Regions from separate parts of the Mus musculus genome. Here region 2 is linked to region 1. A link is a contact called in public Hi-C data. All regions are on one chromosome and are shown on one strand. Each heading gives the region's core, a stretch centred on a gene start, on an enhancer-like site or on the middle of the called end of the contact. The rest is flanking DNA. Distances are from core to core; before and after follow the strand shown.

Region 1 (4,743 bases), core at 1,089-3,588:
GCTCTTACCCACTGAGCCATCTCACCAGCCCGAAACTGACTTCTATTGTCCTCTGATCTTCACATATGCCCATACAAACCAAACACACAGACAGTGAGTAAATAGGCGTAATTGAAAAGTTAAGAATAGAGTTAATTTTGAAATAAACTTGTCATTTTTACATTTTATTTGTCAATCAGAGGAGAATTTTTGAGAGTCCATTTGAGAGTGGATAGTACGATGCTCCTAACACCCACAAGCCACTCTTCCCAAATGTTGCTGCTGGAGCCACTGTCCTTGTGTCTACCACATCCTGAACTTGGGTTTTTGGAAACTTTCTCAAAAGGTACTTGAAGAAAATGGCAGCCATGGAAATTTGGTCAAATGATGACTTAAAGCAGACCCTGGTGGTCCATGCTTGTCATCCCAGCATTGGGGAAGTGGAGGCAGGAAGATCGGGAGGTTCATGGCTGTCCTTAGCTTCGTAATGAGTTAAACACTAGCCTAGTTAAGACCCTAATTAATAAAAAACAAGGAAGTGGCCACTCCAAGGTATGGTTGAGAAGGGTTTATTGTAGATATGAAGCTGACAACAAGAGGAGAGAGAGGTGGGAGAGTGAGAGAGGAACAGAAGAGGAGGTGCAAGGACTGGGAGATGAAGAGAGTGTGTAGCCACATTTTTTTTTTTTTTTATAGGGAGGAGAAAGTAGGGGAAGAGAAGCTGAAGCCCAGGCCCTGGGAGAGGTTTGGGGTAGGGGGCTGGTGAGAAGTGTTGGGAGGAGCCAAAGGTTCTGAGATGTGTTTCTTTGAGATCTAACATATTCTTTACCAAAACAAAACAGAAGAACACAAAAGAAGGGATTGGCTGTTGGAATAGAAAAGCTTTAAGATCAAAAGAATCCCTTCTCCCATGCTTAGCAAGGTATCTAAATTCTAAATTCCAGTGAAAGGTAAAGGGCACTTACAATATTCTTTCAAAAAAAAAAAAAAAGCCCACAAGCCTGGCAGTGGTGGCACATGCCTTTAATCCCAGCACTTGGGAGGCTGAGGCAGGCAGATTTCTGAGTTCGAGCTGAGGCAGGCAGATTTCTGAGTTCGAGGCCAGCCTGGTCTACAGAGTGAGTTCCAGTACAGCCAGGGCTACACAGAGAAACCCTTTCTCGACCCCCCCCCCCAAAGAATATTTCTTACTAAGTTATGAGGAAACTGGGTCCAGAACATGATCAAAAACAGTTCCTGTACAAGTGGGTGTCTTGGCTAGTTCCTGCTCCTTCAAAGAATGGTTCTTTTGTAGTTAAAATAGATTTTCTGGGCTGGGGGAGAGTATGAGACTGTCCATCAAAGATTACACATTTATTTACTTGGTGTGTGTGTGAGTGTAGTGTGTGTGTTTGAAGAGGACAACTTGTGGGAGTTGGTTCTTTCCTTCCATCAGACTGTCAGTCTTGGTGACAAACCTTTAACTGCTAAAGTTTGTCAATCTCTCCCTTTCGATGGTTAAGAGCCCTCACGCCACCACAGACGATACTCTTTCAAAGAAATAACAGGAAGTACTCCATCCAAGCTCATTCAGAAAGTGCACTCGGTGATCAGGTGGAGAAGCAGCTGGCAGGAGCTACAAGGTGAACTCTGGCCTCTTCAAGACTGCTCAAGACCAGAGAGATCTTCATGATACTCATTGGGAGGATAGGATAGCTGTGAGGCAGATCATGTACAAGGACTTCAAAGCCCTGAAGCACGTTCATAGCTGAAGTGTAGTCCCTGGTTGAAGGTTACAGTAACACGCTTTTCTTTTCTTTTCTTTTTTTTTTTTTTGGTAGATTTATTTATTTTATGCATATGAGTACATTGCATTTCAGACACACCAGAAGACGGCATTAGTTCCCATTATGGATGGTTGAGAGCCAACATGTGGTTGCTGGGAATTGAACTCAGGACCTCTGGAAGAGCAGTCGATGCTCTTAACCGCTGAGCCATCTCTCCAGACCCGAAGATAATATTTTTATTCATTAATATTTATTTAGATTATAGTCTTTTATTATTTTTCATTTATCGGATTACATTCTCTCGCCATTCTTCCCCATTCAGTTTATGCATGCTCTTTGTTGAGCAGACAGAAGTATAACTTCCCTCCCTTGCTTGAAGTACACAGATAACATGGATAAGCAAACCGCGCCACTCGCTGGCCCCGCCTTCTACGAGCCAAGTGTCCCTAAGGACCCCCCCCCCGCCCCCCCAACCGGCTGTTTTCCTAGATGCCTATCTGCGAATCCCCACCTCCTTAATTGGAGCTGCCTATCAGCCGGCCTACGGCCACGGGCCACTGAAGCCCCTACGTAGGGCTGTTTCCGGAGATGCCTACGTGCGGGCGGCAGGCGAGGCTCGGCCCTGCCGTCGGGATTCTGGGCAAGAGCGCGGCACGGGACTGTGCGCGCGGCGCTTCAGGCATTGCGGCGGGCAGCCCGGGCTCCGGTGCGCCGCGGGTGTGGGAAGACCCCGGCGCCAGCCTTGGCGCAAGGGCTAGTGGACGCGGCAGTGGCGACGGCGACGGGCGTTGCGAGCGAGTCCGCTACTTGTTTGTGGGTCGTACTTCTTCGGCGGTGCTCCGGTGCTGACTGATTGTAGGGCAGCCAGCGCCATGTCTGTGAGCGAGATCTTCGTGGAGCTGCAGGGCTTTTTGGCTGCCGAGCAGGACATCCGAGAGGCGAGCCCCCTTCCTCCCCATCTCCTTTTTTTCTTTTCCTAGCCAGGCTGGTCCAGTTGGCCTGGTCCTGCTCGGTCTCTCGTTTTCAGGCCCGATGGGTTTAGGTTAGGCCGCCTCTTGGTTCCGGATTCGACTTCTCAGCGTCATGTACCTCTTAGAATATCACCTTTCCTAGTTCAGTATTCCAGTCCCAGGCTCGGTTAACGCCCGTGGCTAACCAGCACATCTTTTCTATATTGGCTGCTGGTATTTTTTTTTTTTTAAATAGCACTTGCGGTCTTTCTTTAAGCAAAAAGCTCTTCTGTAGCTTCTCATCCCGCATAAAAAATTTAAAAAAAATCTAGATTCTCCGGTGGCTCACAAGGTCTCTTTCCCCGCTCTCCTTTTATTTACACTCGTTACTGTGTGTGTGTTTAAGTTAACTTTTTATTCGTCTAATGCTCCAGATATTGCTCTGTCTGAGGACCCTTGGTTGTATTATCTGCTTTTGCTGGAATTAGTTTATTTTCTGCTCTCTGGCTGTTTTCCTTTTGCGCGTGAGACAGGATCTTGATGTGTAGTAGCCTTGGGTGACCTCGAACTCGAACCTGTAGCCTTCAGCGTTTTCAGTGCTGAAATTAACACGTGCAAAATTTATAGTCCTTATTTTGACTGCTTTTCTGTTAGCTCCTAAAATCGTGAGAAATTGAGAAAAAAAAACCCATTTATCCGTCCTATTGCTAGAAGGAGTTGCTTGCGTCTCTGATGTTTGCATAATGCCCATAACTAAATGTGCTCAGAGAATGTGTGCAAAATGAATGAATGAAAATCAGTCACCACTTTGTATTTAAGTTTTTGTTCTATAGAGAACATTTACATTGTCAGTTATTCATTTATATAGTGTCTCAGTTGGGTTCTTGAGCAGGTGGCTATTTTTCTTTCACGGCTACTTGTAGAATTTGAGGCTTTTTTAGCAGCTCCTTGAGTTGTGACAAGAAGAAATTACTGGAAGAGTTTGGATTCACACCTGAAGAATCCCTTCTTGTGAAAGTCTGAGAGCTGTGACTGAATGTGAGGGTGTGGTAGCATGTTTGTAGGCGACTCTGCTGAAGATTACACTGACCTTATCTGGCTTTTGTTTTTAATTCTCTCTAGGAAATACGAAAAGTTGTACAGAGTTTAGAACAAACTGCTCGAGAGATTTTGACCCTACTTCAAGGGGTCCACCAGGGTACTGGATTTCAGGACAGTAAGTTTTTTTGCTTTGATGTTTGAAAAAATTTTTAAATTTTTTTGTCCAACATATCACTCTTAAGTCCATTAAAAGGACATACTGAGTACACTTTTGTCATTTATTGTGAGGAGTGTTTATTATGCTTTTATTTATTTATTATTGTGAGTGAAAATTGGAGAATAGGGGTTTGGTCATTTTGAGGATTTACGATATTCTTGATATTTTGGTTGCTTTTCCATGTGTGTATAGTGTGGTTTAAATAGGAATGTTGTTTTGCTATGTTAGTCTATTGGTGTGTGTGTGTGAGAGAGAGAACGGGAGTCTTGCTTTGTTGCCCAGGCTGTGTTGAGTTGTGTTCCTCTCACCTGAACCTCAGACTTCAGTGAGTTTCATTACAGTTGGCACATGTGAGTCTTTGTGTGTATTTTAATGAATGATTCTAATGATTGAATGCCTTTTTTTCTTTAAATTTTTTTTCTATTTTTACTTTCTTTTTTTGAATGCCTTTTAATATACATTTGTAGATAATAAAGTGCCAGGTATAAAATGTTTTAAAATTCATGTTTATAGTCAGCCCTTTGTTGAGATTCTAATATGTCAAGTTAGACATGAATCCCTTTGTACAATGCAGCCAGCATAGCTGAGAGCTGAAGTTATTTTCTGATACACAGCTTACAGGTTACCAAGGCAAGTCATTTATGCAATGATGTAAAATTTATCAATCTGAGAATAGTCAGTAAAGTTCTTTTTTTTTTTTGACCATGGGAGGTAGAAATAGTCTTGATTTTTGGTGTGTGAGGACTTACAGGAAAAGTAGCTGAGGACTAATGGCCTCAGATTTCAAGGT
Region 2 (4,743 bases), core at 1,626-4,125, 3.3 Mb before region 1:
CTGAATATTTCTGTTCCTAGTTTTTCATGGAGAGTGACTGGAATATCATTTGTGAGAGGCGGAGGAGACAGCTCATTTGTAAAGTACCTGCTGTGCAAGCATAAGGACCTGAGTCTGAATCCGTCAACCAAGTAAACGGCAGACTAGCAGTAGACATCTGTAGTCGTGAAACTCGTGGACAGAGACAGAAAGATTCCTGGAAAGTGTAGGCAGAGAGTCCGGGGGAACCAGTGAATTCTCCACTCAGTGACAGACTCTTGTTTCAAAACAATAAAACAGACTTGCTATTGAAGAAGACACAGGTCATTGATTTGTGCCCTCCATAGGCACCTGCACACATATACACATGCCCAAGTGCACACAAACACACACACAAAGAAAATATTTCAAATTTAGTCTGTTCTAGCCCTATAGCTTTTGTGACCCTACAGGCAACAGCCATTTGATTGCCTAAAGACAACCAGGCTGTGAAATAGCAGCATGGCATGCTAATTTATAGAATATTTACAGTAATGCAGCACTTTGAAGACTCCTATATACTATAGAGTGGTGAATTTTGTAGAAAATGGTATTGAAAAGATCATAGACGATCACTTCGTGTGTTCTGGGGATATGATTCCTGCCATTATGCCTAAAGACCAGGATTTAATCTTCAGTTCAACAATAACAACAACAACAAAGGTAAAGAAAGAGCCTTATTTCAGAGATTAGAGCAAGTGTGATCATTACTTCTAACGATTCTAAGGTGTTGGTACAACAGACTGATTTATCCCATGAATCAAAGCCCTTCTTCTCTGATTAAAATATAAGAATCTACATTTTACTTTACGACACTATTCTTGGTTCAAGGATCCCAGGAGAAATTTCAAAGAATAGCATGGGTAAAGCATAGTTGTGTAATTTAAATGTTCTCCACTCCACCCCTGTGTGTGTGTGTGTGTGTGTGTGTGTGTGCGCGCGCGCATGTTTGTGCATGTGTGTTTTCATCAAAGGATATCCTTGGATGTCAGAGTTCTTTGAAGTAACAGAATTTAATAGGATGACTCTACATAGATAGATAGATAGATAGATAGATAGATAGATAGATAGATAGACAGACAGACAGGATAGAATTTATTGGAATGACTTACAGACTGCAGACCAGCTAATCCAGCAGTGGCTAGCTGTGAACAGAAAGTCCAAGAATCCAGTAGTTGCTCAGGCCACAAGGTGGTCTCAGTTGGTCTTCAGTATATGCTGAAATCCCAAAGAAGTAGGTTCTAATGCCAGTGAAGAAAAGATGGGCTAGCAAGACCAAGGCAAGCAGGCAAAGACCATGTTCATGTCCTTATACCTTCCAGTGGAAGATGTGGCCCAGATTAAATGTGTACCTTCCAGCCTTAAGATCCAGATCAAATGTGTTTGTCTTCTTCCCTCAAAGGTCTGAACTAGAAGTGTATTCACCCACTTTAGACCAAGAAAAATAATCTTTCACGGGTGTGCCCTCCTTTTCTGGATTGTAGTTCATTCCAGAGGTAGTCAATTTGACAACAAGAATAGCCATCACAGATGTCAGTCACTATCCATCTTGAGACATGGTTTCTCCTAGACCTGGTCTTACAGGGATGCTGGCCTCTGAGCACCAGTACAACTGGCTTTCTTCCTATGAGAGGTAGATGGAACTCAGGGCTTGTATTTGCAAGGCAATCACTTTATAGACTAAGGCATCTCCTCAGCCCCAATTATAATACTTCTATAGACTTAGGAGTAATGTGTAGCTCCATTGAATGGTGACTGACATGAAAGAGGCCCTGGGTTCAATACCCAGAACTGCAATACTGAATTAAAGACTCTATCTGCATGCCCATCCCGGGACTGACTGACTGCTGACTCTCTCTCTCTCTCTCTCTCTCTCTCTCTCTCTCTCTCTCTCTCTCTCTCTGTCACACACACACACACACACACACACACACACACACACACACACACACACACACACACAATCTATGCACAATGGAGGCTGAAGGAAGACATCACCCAAATGTCCATCCTGAAACCAGGATCTTTCTCAGGCAGCGCACGAACTTCCCTGTCGGTATGTTTTCTGTAACTGTGTTTCTGTCTTCGTGGAAGTTGTGTAAAAATTCAGTGTTTTACCTATGTCATTCACCATACATCTACCGCAAACTAGCACAAAAGTGAAAGAAAGAAAGAAAAAGAAAGAAAGAAAGAGACGAGAAGAGAAGAGAAGAGAAGAGAAGAGAAGAGAAGAGAAGAGAAAAAAAGAAAAGAAAAGAAAAGAGAAAAAAAGAAAAGAAAAGAAAAGAAAAGAAAAGAAAAGAAAAGAAAAGAAAAGAAAAGAAAAGAAAAGAAAAGAAGAGTGCAACGCCCTGAAAAATTGAGGGAAAACTATACGGTGAGAAAAGACGTTTGTGTGATACAGGGTCCAAATTGAAGTGGGTTTGTTGTTGGGTTTTTGTTTTTGTTTCTTTAGTCTTTTTGTTTTGTTTGGAAGGCACTGGGGTGGAGGGGTGGAGTGCTGCCCTGTGGACCAGGCTGGTCTCAGCTCAGAGATCCACTTGCTCTTGCCTCCCTCACGCTGAGACTAAAGGTGAACACCACCATCCCCGTCTCCCAAGAAGGTTTTAAGACTTAAACCTCTTCTGACAGGATACTGGCACCTCTCTAGCAGTGAAGGGAAAGAGACTCTTCTGAGCCACAAGGAATTCCGTCTTCCAATCGGCTTTTTTATTGTGCAGTCTTGGTTTGTAAAACTCTGGGGCCATTAGCAAGGCGAACGGGTTCACAACGAGTCGTCCTCCAGTCGCCAGGGGGCGCTGCAGGAAATTCGGTCTCCAAAGGGAACCCAGCTCTCACCAGGAACTGTTTCCGCCCGAAGCATTTCCGCCCCGCGGGTCCGCAGGCTCCAGCGGTACACTTCCGACTTGCAATTGCGCACGTGCATCTGTCTCGGTGCAGACGGCTGGGCGGCCTGGCAAGATGTCGCAGTTACAGATGAAACTCCTGCGCAGGAAGATCGAGAAGCGGAATGCCAAGCTGCGGCAGCGAAACCTGAAGCTGCAAGGTGAGCTGTGCTGAACCCCGCACTGGCGAACGACGTGGGGAACCCAGGAACTCGGCGGTGCGCTGGGCAGCTTCCGGCGGGAGCCGGGGATGCGCGGCACGAGCAGGCCGCCTGGGTCCCAGCCCCCGTGGACCCTTCATTGGTTCTGCCCTTTGCCGGCGTGGCTTTCTCGACTCAGGGTGAAAGCGGGAGGCCTCGGACTTTCTTCCCCAACTTTCTATTGGCAAGAAAACCTGCAGATTACCCTAGACCCCCCCATCAGCATCTTTAGTCCCCACGTAGAACTTTGTATCCATTACGGTTCCCGACTTTCACTTAATTGCTCGATCTCATCCCCTGCCCAAACTTACGAATTGTTTTCCTCGGAGCTTTCCCAGTGATACAGCTCTCTCCCCCAAACCCGTTCTTTTCATTCCTGCAGCGATCCTCTTCATATGTTAGGCAGAACCCTCCCAGTGTTTTTTGTCGCGCACAACTTAGTGAATTCCTTAACGTCTTGGTTTTGGCACAAGGGCTTAAATGAAAAATTTACACATGTCACTTTCTTGTTGCAGTTTCTGTAGCTTGTTTAGGTTACCTACCTGTAGGGGTTCTTAGCCTTTGTAATGCTGTACCCCTTTAATACAGTTCCTCATATTGTGTTGACACACACACACCATAAAATAACCTCGTTGCTACTTCATGGCTGTAATTTTGCTATTATGAATCGTAATGTAAATATCTGGTATGAGACAACTGTAGTGGGGGTTGGGGGGTCGAGAGATCAGTATGTTGAGGATCGCTGAATAATTGTCTAGACCCACGCAATTTTCAACAGATAGTATTTGAAAGACATCCCAGAGGGGATGGTGGATTTTAGGCAAAAGTATTGATGTTCCTTCACTTAGTACCTGTAGAATAATTAATGCTACTTAGTAGCTACTTCTTGGTGTGGGTAATGATGTAAATTAAAGATGGTGTTGCCTTCATTCTCTTTGTATGAAAATGGAAAACTTGTGAGGATAGTTTGGGGCTTTAATAGGGTTTTAATGAGTGGTTTTCGTTTACTGAATTTTCAGTTCACCAAAGTCTAGGAAAGTTGGGTTTGAATGAAGTGAAATTATATAAGTAATAATTGTGGGAATGCGAAGTAAATATCATTCAGTTATATTTATCAGACACTTGGCCGTGGCTGTTCCAGTACTAGCTCTGTATACCAGGCTGGCCTCAAACTCATAGAGATCCACCAGCTTCTGCCTTTCATGTACTAGGACTAAAGGTGTGTGCCAACACCAGCAGGCCAAATGCTTAATGTTAAAATATATATTTCTCCTCATTGCTGTTTACTAATCATTTGATTTAATTATGTGATCTTGCTGACATTTTTCTGTCACAAATTTCTATATAGCCGTAAACAGATAGGGTCTTTTGAAGTTAAAACAACTTTCCTTTACTGACATTTTTTTTTTCCATAAAGAAAATGTGCCTTTTCTATAATAGAGTACCAATATTTGGTTTTAACAGTGAACATACAAGAAAAACTAAATGATTGGGGTTCCAGAAAACCCATAATTTCTCCTGTGAAGGTCAGTGTTTATAAGTAAGCTTTCTCTTGTCACAGTGTAAGTTCTGTTTTTAAACAGAAACATCAGACACAAGCCTGTCCCAACCTCAAAATGGAGATGTGCCTAAAGAAACAG

Evidence for each region. Hi-C and Micro-C count contacts between places; a contact is called where the count stands out from the background.
Region 2: a Hi-C map of muscle stem cells shows a contact between it and region 1, with 7 times the contacts expected there. The contact joins the promoter of Ddx18 here to the promoter of Tsn in region 1. A contact is called at or near these places in 2 of 39 promoter capture datasets (hippocampal neurons and pre-B cells), 21 of 484 Hi-C or Micro-C datasets (CD4 T cells, CD8 T cells, LSK cells and 11 more), 1 of 115 datasets of contacts at active chromatin or transcription factors (astrocytes) and 2 of 9 other capture datasets (adipose tissue and liver).

The regions. Positions count from the first base shown.
Region 1 is chr1:118,308,941-118,313,683 of GRCm38.p6, reverse strand. It overlaps Tsn (translin), which reads left to right and starts at 2,338. Exons shown (of 6, transcript NM_011650.4): 1 at 2,338-2,683; 2 at 3,818-3,911. The coding sequence starts at 2,618.
Region 2 is chr1:121,566,112-121,570,854 of GRCm38.p6, reverse strand. Ddx18 (DEAD box helicase 18) reads left to right here and starts at 2,875. Exons shown (of 13, transcript NM_025860.3): 1 at 2,875-3,064; 2 at 4,687-4,743. The coding sequence starts at 2,980.